Regions from separate parts of the Mus musculus genome. Here region 1 is linked to region 2. Evidence: chromatin contacts called from public HiChIP or PLAC-seq data. All regions are on one chromosome and are shown on one strand. Each heading gives the region's core, a stretch centred on a gene start, on an enhancer-like site or on the middle of the called end of the contact. The rest is flanking DNA. Distances are from core to core; before and after follow the strand shown. Region 1 holds the start of Magoh (mago homolog, exon junction complex core component). Region 2 holds the start of Lrp8os2 (low density lipoprotein receptor-related protein 8, apolipoprotein e receptor, opposite strand 2).

The links. HiChIP or PLAC-seq counts read pairs in DNA pulled down with a chosen protein or histone mark.
Region 1: an H3K27ac HiChIP or PLAC-seq map of embryonic stem cells shows a contact between it and region 2, with 8 read pairs. The contact joins the promoter of Magoh here to the promoter of Lrp8os2 in region 2. A contact is called at or near these places in 6 of 39 promoter capture datasets (HPC-7-derived erythroid cells, embryonic stem cells, frontonasal cranial neural crest and 3 more), 2 of 115 datasets of contacts at active chromatin or transcription factors (both in embryonic stem cells) and 3 of 9 other capture datasets (adipose tissue, embryonic stem cells and pancreatic islet).

What each region holds. Positions count from the first base shown.
Region 1 is chr4:107,877,600-107,882,976 of GRCm38.p6, forward strand. It overlaps Magoh (mago homolog, exon junction complex core component), which reads left to right and starts at 2,156. Exons shown (of 5, transcript NM_001282737.1): 1 at 2,156-2,346; 2 at 3,294-3,352. The coding sequence starts at 2,259.
Region 2 is chr4:107,818,950-107,825,147 of GRCm38.p6, forward strand. It overlaps Lrp8os2 (low density lipoprotein receptor-related protein 8, apolipoprotein e receptor, opposite strand 2), which reads right to left and starts at 4,073. Exons shown (of 2, transcript NR_151515.1): 1 at 3,985-4,073. The region is part of intron 2 of Lrp8 (low density lipoprotein receptor-related protein 8, apolipoprotein e receptor); the gene reads left to right.

The sequences.
Region 1 (5,377 bases), core at 906-3,405, 57 kb after region 2:
TCTTCCAATGTCCTTATGTAGGTCTCCAGCAGAAGGTGTGGCCTAGATTAAAGGTGTGTACCACCATGCCTGGATCTAAGACTTGCTTTGTCGCAGATGACCTTGAACTCAGATCTCCTTGCCTTAATCTCCTGGGATTCATAGCCACTATGCCTCATGATCTCCATGCCAAGACCAGGTCGGAAACTTGTATCTCCCAGCCTCAAGATCAGGACCATAGGTGAGCCTTCCAATTCTGGATTGTAATTCATTTTGAATATAGTCAAGTTGACAACCAGGAATAGCCATTACACCTACCCTTTATGTTAAGGTATTTCACTTCAAATCCACTCATTTTCCAGTTTGCAGCCACTACCTACACATGGGTCATCACCACCACAGTACTACCTTCATGGATTTCCTTAACGACTACCTATCTCCATAACAATTGCACTTCTGGCCTTCCTATTTTCCAGTCGGCTTACATGACAACCAAAGTGATCTTTCTAAAGTGCAGTAGGAGCCAGGCAAGGTGGTGGCACACGCCTTTAATACCAGGACTCCTCTAGAGTCCTGCAAAGGCAGGTGGATATCTGTACCCCAGCCCAGTCTGGCCAATATAGTGAGTTTCAGGCCAGCCAGGGCTACACAGCCAGACCCTGTCTCAGAGAACAAGAAACAAACCAGTGGCAGGGCAGAGAGTGGTGAGACGACATCTCTGGTAACGATGTGTGTCAATTCTTTTTTTTTGAGACAGGGTTTCTCTGGCTGTCCTGGATCTCACTCGGTAGACCAGGTTGCCCTCGAACTCAGAAATCCGCCTGCCTCTGCCTCCTGAGTGCTGGGATTAAAGGCATGTGCCACCACACCTGTCGTGTGTCAATCTTCTATGACTAGAATTTACCGTATTTCACCTACTTGACCTTAAAATTCCCGCACCAGAAATTTGACCTTTCACAGAGGTCAACTTTGGCTCTTGAAAATGAACCTCTTGGGTAGTGGTCTCCACATTTGACCCACCTCGTTTTTGTTTCAGTTTGTGTGTGTGTATCTTACTTGGTAGTCCTGACTGGCCTGGAACTCACTATGCAAAGAGCAGTCTAGGCTTAAACTCACAGAGGTCTACTCCACTCTGCCTCTGAAGTGCTGGGATCAAAGGCATTGGCCACCATGCCCAGTTCTCACCTGGGTATTTTTTTAGAGGCTTCAGTGAAACTGGATTCTGTCAGCATGTGGCTAGGGCTGAGAATCGCTGCTAAATAAGATGACCAGTAGGAGCCGGGCGGTGGTGGCGCACACCTTTAATCCCAGCACTTGGCAGAGGCAGGTGGATTTCTGAGTTTGAGGCCAGCCTGGTCTACAGAGTCAGTTCCAGGACAGCCGGGGCTACACAGAGAAACCCTGTCTCGAAAAACAAAACAAAACAAGACAAAAAAGCCTAGTAGGGATCCAACATTCATTTAACCGACCCACAACACCTATCTAGACATGTTAGCTTGAAAGGGAAGAATGAAAGGCAACTCGTTCATGAGTGGTGACCCTCGTGAGGATGAGGTAGGAGGGTTTGTGGTTTCAGGTCAGTCTGGATCAGGTAGCAGTACTCTGCCTACACGTAAAATAAAGAAATAGCAGAAAGGGATGTTAGCTAAATGCAGGCAAGTTTCAGGCAACATTGTGGAATGGGAAAGGAGTCATTCTTAAAAGACAGCTAAGTAAAGCCAACTTTATTTTTCGGGACAGGGTCTTAGTATGCAGCCACTGGTCTCAAACTCTCATTACGCTCTTTAGACATTTACTACTAATCTCCCGCCTCAGAGCCACCTCCTGATCTACACACTGGGGAGTGGAAGAAGGCGGGGGATGGGGGTGGCAGCGTACTCATAGATGAGCAAATCATTTTGCCTCCTTTTACTGTGGAAACCCATCTAGGTTCAGAGTGTGAATAACCTCGTTCGACTCACTTGTCTCTTTAAATTGAGGTTGCGCCTGACAGGACTCTAGCGCTCAGTGTTGGGCTGAAACCCAGATGCAGTTCTCGGATCCCAAGATCTTCCAGAACTCTCGATATACAACCAAGGGGGCGTGGCGATCTTGACCCAGCGTCTAGGGGAGGGGGCGTGGTAATCTCGTTCCCGCCTCCGGAGAGTGAGAAACTCTTAGTGTCGCGGTGGCAGACGTCATTTCCGCGCGCCACCATTACGCCAGTATAAGACGTAGACCGCAGGCCGTGGTAGTGTCATCCGTTCCTAAAGTTCCGTCCTCCTTGTCCCTTGCGAGGCATGGAGAGTGACTTTTACCTGCGTTACTACGTGGGCCACAAAGGCAAGTTCGGTCATGAGTTCCTGGAGTTTGAATTCCGACCTGACGGTAAGAGCGGCCTCCCGGCTGCGGGCAGTGGGACCGGCCCCGGGGAGGGCGGAGAGAAGGCGGGCTGCGGAATGTGGCGAAGCGAAGCAAGGGACGCCGACCACCGTGCTGTTGGGTCGTGAAAGAGGCATTCTTTTGTCGGCTTCATTGGTTCTTTCTCTTCATCCGCTGGCGATTCTCCTTCGTAGCTTTTTAAAAAGCCAGGTTGCTTACATTCAACAAAGATTTAATGTCCATCTGAGAATGGGCTGTTTGTTTTCCAGTCTGGGGACAGAGCAACAAAAATAAATTTTCCCCTCTCGTGGAACATGTGTTTCAGAGCCGGAAGAAACCACAGCGATCTCTTGTAGTGTGGAGTGATCAAAAAGTAAGGTCGCTTTTAAAGAGCAGTCTGAGGAGTGTGAATTTGAATTAAGCCGTAATTGAAAAGGGATCAATTTTTGAAGTACAGGAAGAAAAGCATCTACAGGAGTAGCAAGTGTCATAGGACCTCAAAGAGCCAGACATATCCAGGTGGTCACTGGGGTGACTGAGAGACAGTAGTAGGGGGTGATGTTAGTCAAGAGCCTCGCTATACAGGTGTTTGTAGTGCTTGCTTGCATACAGCTTCCTTAGTTTTCAAAGTCCTTTCCCAACCCAGTTGAACATCAGCATGTTCTTCTCTGTGCAGCTAAGATAGCATTAAAATTCCTGTTTACAGCTGAGAACGTGTTCTTTTGCTACATCATGGCAGCCTTTTCCCGGGACTCTAGTTTACTGTCAGGTCCTTCTTCTGTTGTTCAGTAGTTTCAAGTGAAGTACCAAAAACACTACTATCACAGCTGGGAAATGGGTTGAAACATTCGATATAATTTAGGCAAAGCTCATATTCTTTGGAGGGTAATGGTGCTTTGTTCATGTTTTCTAATACGTTGCATTCTTTTTTTTTTTTCTTTTTTCTTCCGAAGGTAAATTGCGATACGCCAACAACAGCAATTACAAAAATGACGTCATGATCAGGAAAGAGGTACAGACCTTTCCTTCACTACGACTTAGCCTTTGGTTTCCCATTGCTTATGTTCTCTCTGGTAATGAAAGATGAAGTGTAGGAAGCGAGCACTTATTTCTAAGCAGCTAGATTATTTCTCTGATTCACTCCCCCCCCCCCCCCAGTGCTGAATCAAAAGCTAGTAAGTGTTTGAAATCTGTGTGTCTTGGTTTGTACCCTCGGTGTGCCCCATACTGACCATGTGACCTCAAAACAAGTTCTCTGGCTGAACTTGGTCTCTGTGTTTTCATCTGTAAAACAAAGGATAAGAAAACCTACCTGTGACTCCCAAATGTTATCATAGAATTAAATATATTAGTCCCTAGTACATAGACTATGAAGACAGCATTGACTTTGCTTCTGAAGAGGAAACGGATCAGGGGAAAGTCTCAACCTCGAATTACGCTCTTTAGAGCTAAACCATAGACATTTACTACTACTCTCCCACCTCAGAGCCCCCTCCTGATCCACACACTGGGGAGTGGAAGAAGGCGGGGGATGGGGGTGGCAGCGTACTCATAGATGAGCAAATCATTTTGCCTCCTTTTACTGTGGAAACCCATCTAGGTTCAGAGTGTGAATAACCTCGTTCAAACAATATGTTGTTTAATCCTGATTATAAAAAGCCCATGTGACAAAGTATTCTGCCATACTTTCAATCAGGAAAATCATGGCCTAGATATTAAATCTGAGGATAGTTACTCTTGCTTGTAAGAGATAATGATAGGCATTTGGGCATATCTGAATCTCAGTAAAGGTCATGTGTTCCATTCTGCTGGGATTTCTACTATATCATTAAGGATATGACAGTATGTCTTCATACAATTTAGCAGTTAATTTTATGCCGAATCAGCATCATATCTTTTTCTCTTTGTTTGGTTTGGGTTGTTTGTTTGCATGACCTAGTGCTCCTCAGAAGCAGTTGGTAGAGTGCTTGTCTTCATGAGGCCCTGGGCTTCATCCTTAGCATCACAGAAACTGATCATGGTAGCCATGTTTATATGTCAGCACTGGGGAGGTGAAAGCAAGAAGCTCAGAAGTTTAAGATCACCAAGGCCAGGCTGCGAGGCATGAAACCTTGTCTGTAAGCAGCAGGGTGTATCAGTTGTCTGTTACCACTATAACAATATATCTGACAGAGGCTATTGCCGGATTATTGTCAGGAATGATACAGACCTGCAATTCCATGACTTTGTAGTTGAAGGCATGGGGATTAGAAATTCAAGTTGGACTCAGTAATGGTGGTGGTGATGGTATAAGACTTTTATCACTCGGGAGGCAGAATGAGACGAATCTCTGAGTTTGACGACAGCCTGATATACAGAGCAAGTTCCAGGTCTGTACAGAGAAACTCTGCCTGAAAAAGCCTTTTTAAAAGAAATAATTAGTTCATAGCAAGTTTGAAGCCAGTGAGGCTCAGTGAAATTCTCAAAAATAAAGAAGAGATTATTTAGCTCATCACTCCAGAGGTTCAAAATCCAAACACCGCTGCAGTAGTGAGAATGGGTGTGTGGCCACGCAGTGACCTCTCTCACCAGGAGAGAAACACACAGACATTGGAGGCCCACAATTCCTCTGCTGATATGCTGCAATGATCTAAGAACCCACCATTAATTCCCACCTCTTCAAGGTCTATACCATTTCCCATAGTACCACCCTGAGGACCAAACCTTTAGTCACATAAATGGAGTTGGGAAGGCCACACTGAAATCATGTCCAAGCCATAGAGTAAAGGTGTATCTCTGTCCATTTGCACTGCTATATTAAAATGCCTGAGACTGGGTACAAAGAATAGATTCACCTCTCAGTGAATTCCAAGGCCCTGTCAGGTTGGTTGTGTGGTGAGGACCCCATCTGTTCTATATGGTGTCTTATTGCTGTAGCCTCCCAAAACAAACTTTGTTCTTCACATGACAAAGGGGCGAAAGGGGACCAGATAATTCCCTTGCCTCCTCTGCCCTTGAGCCCTGATCTTTACTAAAGGCTGTGCCTCTCACTCTTCTC
Region 2 (6,198 bases), core at 2,823-5,322:
CCTTAAACTGATAGGTGATTTGTCTGAAATAACCAAAGATGTATGCAGGGCTAAGGCCCTGGTCTCCTAGGCATCTTCTCATTAATATATATTTTTAAAGGTTTATTGTATTTATGAGTTACACTGTAGCTGTCTTCAGACACACCAGAAGAGGGCATCGGATCTCATTACAGATGGTTGTGAGTCACCATGTGGTTGCTGGGAATGGAGCTCAGGACCTCTAGGAGAGCAATCAGTGCTCTTAATCACTGAACCATCTCTCCAGCCCCGTCGTTATTATTAATAATGACAGTCATTAATGGTAAATTACAGTGCATCTGCCTCGAGCCAGCTCAGCTGGACAGCTGAGGGGAGTGGAAGATAGTGTGCATCCTGAGTGAGGGACATGCTTGTTCCTGGACTTGCAGGCACTGTTGTCTGCTCCCCACAGCCTGACTGACACTGGCTGAGTACTCTGGGTACCGCTGCGGCAGCTTGGTTCAGCCTCAGTGGCTGAGAAACAGGCTCCGGGGCTGCCCTAGTGGAATGCCCACTAACCCTTCTTCCTTCCATGTCTTTTACCAAGTCATTCCACAAACACTGTTGCTAGGTCTAGACACAACCCAAGACAGCCCCAGGGCCTAACCTTTCCCCCCAAAACTGTGGCTCTTTGGATTCTTGGAGGTGTTCTTTTCAGTGAGTGTTATGGATGGCCCCGGCGCTTCACTCTGCCATACTGTGACCCACTGTACCATAGTCAGTCACATAGCATGGGAGTTGACTGGGTCAGCTTCCCCCTTAGGGTCAGGGTGTCCTGTCTGCGCAGGGCCATAGTGGTCACTTCCTCAGAGGACTGAGAACTGATGGGCACAGTGGACAGGGGCTACTTAGTGGCCTTACTCTATGCGGCACCCAAAGGTGGGGAAACTCACCTAAGGTCATAGGGCATATGAAAGGACAGAGGATTGGGGGCCTGGCGTCTGGCTCTCAGGGCTGTGTGACAGCACTGTTGGAAATGGATACTCAAGGTGTCTGACATCCTGGACTTCTCTCTCTCTCTCTCTCTTTGCCTCTCTCTCTGCCTTCAAGACCCCAATCTCCTCCCTAATCCTGTGTTAGAGACAGTCTTCATTTTGCCTATCAGTATCCCTGAGGCCCCTGGGGAGCCTCTCACCTCCCACATGAGCAGGAGAGAGGCGAGAGCTAGCAGGGGCTTGGGTACAGGATCTAGGGGTTTCCCCACTCAGGTTGAGATCTGTCACAACATTCATGTTAATTAAGCCTTGTTATTCAGCCCTGCACTTACGCAGAGTTCCTGACAGCAGATTACTCATAAGTGAGGCGGTAAATTTACTACGTGTTTCCCAAAGTCTCAGAAGCAAAGGCCGCGTTGGGAAAGGTTTGTAGGGTGAACGATGCTCTTCCCCACTCACCCGTACCCTCCTCCATCCTCATGGCCTGTGCAGTGGTGGTGGTGGTGTGTGTGCACACGTGCACGTGAGTGTGGAGGGTGAGGAGTCGGCTCCCTGGAAGATTCAGGTCACCTGACTGCTTCCAGCTGACTGCCTCACTGGAGTGCAGGAGCCCAGGGCACGGAGCTTGGCAGCCCCTCTGCTCAGTGCCTCAGCTCTGCCTCACCCCTGGCTCACAGCAGACTGCCATGCACAGACACATCCCCTTCAGAGTCCTCCCACGGAGGCACGCAGGCTCTATGCGCAGTAGGACTCAGCAAAGACAGCCTTGGATCTGCCTCTAAGCCTGCAGTCCACCTCGGTGTTGGTGAACACATTTCAAGTTGCTGTGCAATCTAAGGGACCTCTGCTGCGCCCCCCCCCCCCCCCCCCGCAGCAGAAACAGAGCCCCCTCCCCCCCATCAGGTGAAGATCCAGGAATGTTACAGTGTAATCTTTCCTCAGCTTGAGTTGTAGCAGCAGATGGCCCTTGCCTGCTTCTTGGCAAGGTAAGGGGTGGGGCCCCTGTTAGGTGCATCCCCTCACCCTAAGTCCTGCTGCCTCCCTTGGCCTATGGCTGGGCCATGCCTGAGACATTTGGAACAAATCCAGGTCTTGGGTGCCTAGGATTTTTTTTTAATTAATTAGAGCATTAAATGGTAGCCCAATGGGAGAATCCCACCATCTGGCTGTCACAGGAGAGGCAGGCAAATCTCTGCATATTTGTCTGTAGTGTGTGAGCATCACAGGAAGCCACCTGTGCGTGTGTGGGTATGCAGCCCGTGTGCTGCAGTGTGTACACAGTGTGGCTTGGTGTGTGTGGGGCACACATGCGAGTATAAGCGGCTGAGTGTATCTCTGCGCATGCATGCTCATCTGCATGTGTGTGCACTGCCATGCCCGAGGACCTCCATGTCTATTTCAACATACTTCCCTGTGTGTGGTCTAGGTCCAGGCCTGGCTGGAGAGCAACATGAGACAGGCTGGGCTGTGTGCCCAGCGGCCTCTTGAGCCTTCCTGGCAGAGGTAGTGATCACAGACTGTCTGGGCAGAAGGCAAGATGGAGCTAGGTTTGGCAGGTATGCACTGGCATTGGGAAGGAGGCAGGAATCCTTGTGCTGTGTTTGACAGATGGGGAAACCCAGGCCGATCCAAGCACAGAGCCAGGATGGAGGGACAGGACTGGAGCCCAGTCTCTGGACTCCCTGTAGTGGTTTTATCTGTTCCCCCAGGCTATTGCCCTGTCCGGTAATTTATGCCTTAGGCATCTTTTATGCTGTTAGAGTTTCACGGTGGCTCAGAGAGGCTCTTGAAAGAGTACTCCTCTTTATTTCACAGGACTGACCAGGATCAAGCTCTGAATTCCCACTGTAGCCCCTTCCTTAGAGGAAGTACCCTGAGCTGCTGGAGAGCACTGGACCTAGTAGGTCTACTCATTCGTTGTGTGATGTAGGCCATCTTGTCCCTCTCTGAACTTCAGGAGAGCTGTAAGAACTAAGTAATGACTGGACAGGTTGCTCGTTAGAAGAGTGCTAACCTAGCATGCGCGAGGCCCAGGGTTCAATCCCTAGCACTGCATGATATCAGGCATGATAGCAAAAGTAGGAGGAGGGTCAGAAGTTCATGACCGTCCTTGGCTACACAGTGAGCTTAAGGCCAGCCTGAGCGACAGAGTGATCTACTACCCTGTCTCCAAAATAAATGGATAGATGATAGATAGATAGTGTCGTTCAGTTTTAGAGCATGCGTGAGGCCTTAGGTTCATTTCTCAGCACCAAGTCAAGCGAGGATCTATATGTAATAGGCTTTGTATACCTTAAGGAGCAGTGTGGTGGCCATCACTCCATGGTCAGGGCCAAGTCTCACATTCCTCATCTAAGAGTACATTATATATACCAGGCAAGTAGCCTGCATGAGGTCACATAGGGGCAGAGGCAGGATTTAAGCTCTGGGACCTCTAACCTGCTCCTGGCAGGAGGAAGACCACAGCAGGCAGTAGACGAGACTCTCCCAAACGTCCATGCCCAGAGGAACTGGCTACTTGGAGGGGAGTGAATTTGTTCTGTAGTGCAAGCAATGATTGCATGATAGGTGGCTTCACCTCCATGCAAGCCATAGAGGGGTGGTTTACTGGGGAGCAGGCTGGCTCAAGGCAGTTGGTATCTTTAGCTTGTATAAGGAGCGAGAGTTGTGAGATGTGGTCCAGAGGCCTGTGAGCAGGGAGGCTGCCCCCGCCGCTTCCCCTCCCCCCTCCCCCTCCCCCAGAAGTCTTCCCTAACTTCAGAGTTCACCAGTACCTGGCAGGTGCCTGGCACACAGTAAGCACCCCCCTTCTGCTCCTGATTCTCTTGGCTTCCAGCAGTACAGACCTGAGACTCTCCTACGAGTAGGATGAGTGAAACTGGTCCTTGTGTGAGTTAGGTCTGGTTCTTCCTCCCAGCCCCGTGCTCTCAGAAATAAGATCCAGACTCAAAGTATAAATTGGCCATATAGCTAGGCTCTTCTCTGACTAGATCATAACTGTAATAATCCATTCTGCCACATGGCTGCTTACCTGGGCTCAGGCACCAAGTGTCCCCCTCGTCACATCTTCCCCTGTGAATCTTCCCGTGCCTGGCTCTATCCCAGAATTCTTTCTGCCTCCCGGATGTCCCACCTTCTCTTCTACCCTTTCCTATAGGCCATAGGTTTTTAAATTGACAGGTGATGCATCCATGCAATACACCAGATGTTCTCTCTGCAGCCCCTCCCGTATGCTACACCTAGCACTGAAGGTGCCGTAGAGGGAAGGACAAGGGGAGGCCTAGCAGCCTCTGCACCCAGCCCTCCCTGAGTGAACCTGGGGATCCCTCTACCCTAAGCACTTGCCAAGCAGATCAGTGGCTGCACGTGGGCTTGCCTCTCCTCTCCCACCCCCGCTTTGGCATCGCTGTCTCCAAGGTAACGGGGAATTTTCCCTCCCTCTCATCATTAGGGTGCCAGGGCAAACAAACAGCCCTAATCCAGATGAGCCTTGGGCCACAATCACACTCTTCTGGGGTTTTCTTTTTATTTCTAGCGATTTTGAGAAGCTTGGAGTAATTGGTATTCCGCACAGGTTAACAGGGGCACTGCCTCCGCAGTATTATGCCTTAATTTTCTTTATCACATAGCAAGTTGGAATGAATCACCCCGCTCCTGCCTTTTTCCCACCGAAACCTATTACCAGCCTGTCTGCTGGTTAAAGTCATTTCGTGGCAGCGCTTGGCTTCTTGCCACTGCCCTGGGAATCTTTCTGACCAGAGCCAAAGAACAAGGAGGGTGAAGAATCCATTTGTACAAAGCGGGGGTCTCCCGTTGAGAACTTACTTCCCTCCCTGTTCAGAAGGGACAGCTTTCAGCCTCTTGCCTGCGCAGACTGGCCATATGTCAGCGGTGGGAACGGGATTCCTGGGCCTGCGGTGGGGGAGGGGTGGCCATGCCTACTGCTCCTGGCACCTGGGTTAGATCCCATGACGAGAGTTTCTGGGCTTCTGCAGCTTGCTTGTGAGAGTCTTTGATGGCCGAGTGTCCCACGTTCTGACCCAGAGGGCCTGAGCAGTCTAGCTTGGGGTTTTGAGACTCTAAAATGTTTATTTTGGAACATGGAGAGTTGAATCTGTGGTTCTGTGGCTCCTTTTTGATTCTGAGATAGATAGAAAGATAGATGGATGGATGGATAAATGGATGGATTATAGATACATACATACATACATACATACATACATACATGCATACTGTGCTTACACAGGGTCTATCATTGAATGTTAAATACATTTGGCTAGGCTGGCTGGCCAGTAAGCTCTTGGGTTCTATTGTCTTCCCTTACCCTCCTAGGGTTATACGTGGCTTGTTTTTTTAATATGTGTTCTAGGGGAGCAGAATCAGGCCGTTCTGCTTACGCAGCAGGCGCTTTATCAGCCGAGCCACCTCCCAGTGCTCTTGCCTGATCTCTTCAGCTGCTCTTAGTTCTGTCGTGTTGGGTCCTGTGAGGGAGGAATTGCTTTGCTAAGCTTACCTTAGAAATGTCACCTCAGGTTGGCCCCAGCTTCTCTGGCATCGTCTCTCCGTTCATAAAGTTGAGGACTGAGCCAGGTTGCCTCCAAGGCCCAAGTTCCAGGTTTGTCCTGCCTGCCTGTCGTGCCCTGCGTGGCCTGGTCTCTGTCTAGCACTTCATGGGACCTGAGCCACACATGTCTCCTGTCCATCTGAGCCCTCAGCCATTCCAGAAGGAAGGCTGCCCAGCCCTCCCTGGAGTCCCAGAAGGAAGGCATTGATGGTGCCTCAAAGTCGCTTCGCCCCAAAATGTTAGCCCTGTGTTCTAGGTCAGGAAACCGAGGGACTGAGAGATGAATTCATCCATCATGGTACAGCTTCCTCCTGGGACCTTGTCTGTGTCACCAAGGCTGCACAGCTGTGGCTGGAGTCTCACTAAACACAAGAGATTTGGGTGAGAGAGAGAGCAAGAAAGGGGGGGAGCACGAGAGAGCACGAGAGAGCACTCACGCTCTATCACCACCCCTTTCTCTGAGGTCCAACTAAAGGCTTCCTCTTTAGGCAGCCCTCCCTCCCTGGCTCGGTGTCCATGCCCTAAAGCTGGCCAGAGAGGGCAAGTGAGTGTCCTCTTCCACCTTTGCATCTTTGGGGTGAGGGGATGGGGCAGTTTTACTATCTCTGGCTGGCCTTGAAATCCACCCACCTCTGACTCCTAAGGGCTGTGATGAAGGATGCATGCCCCTATGCCCAGCCT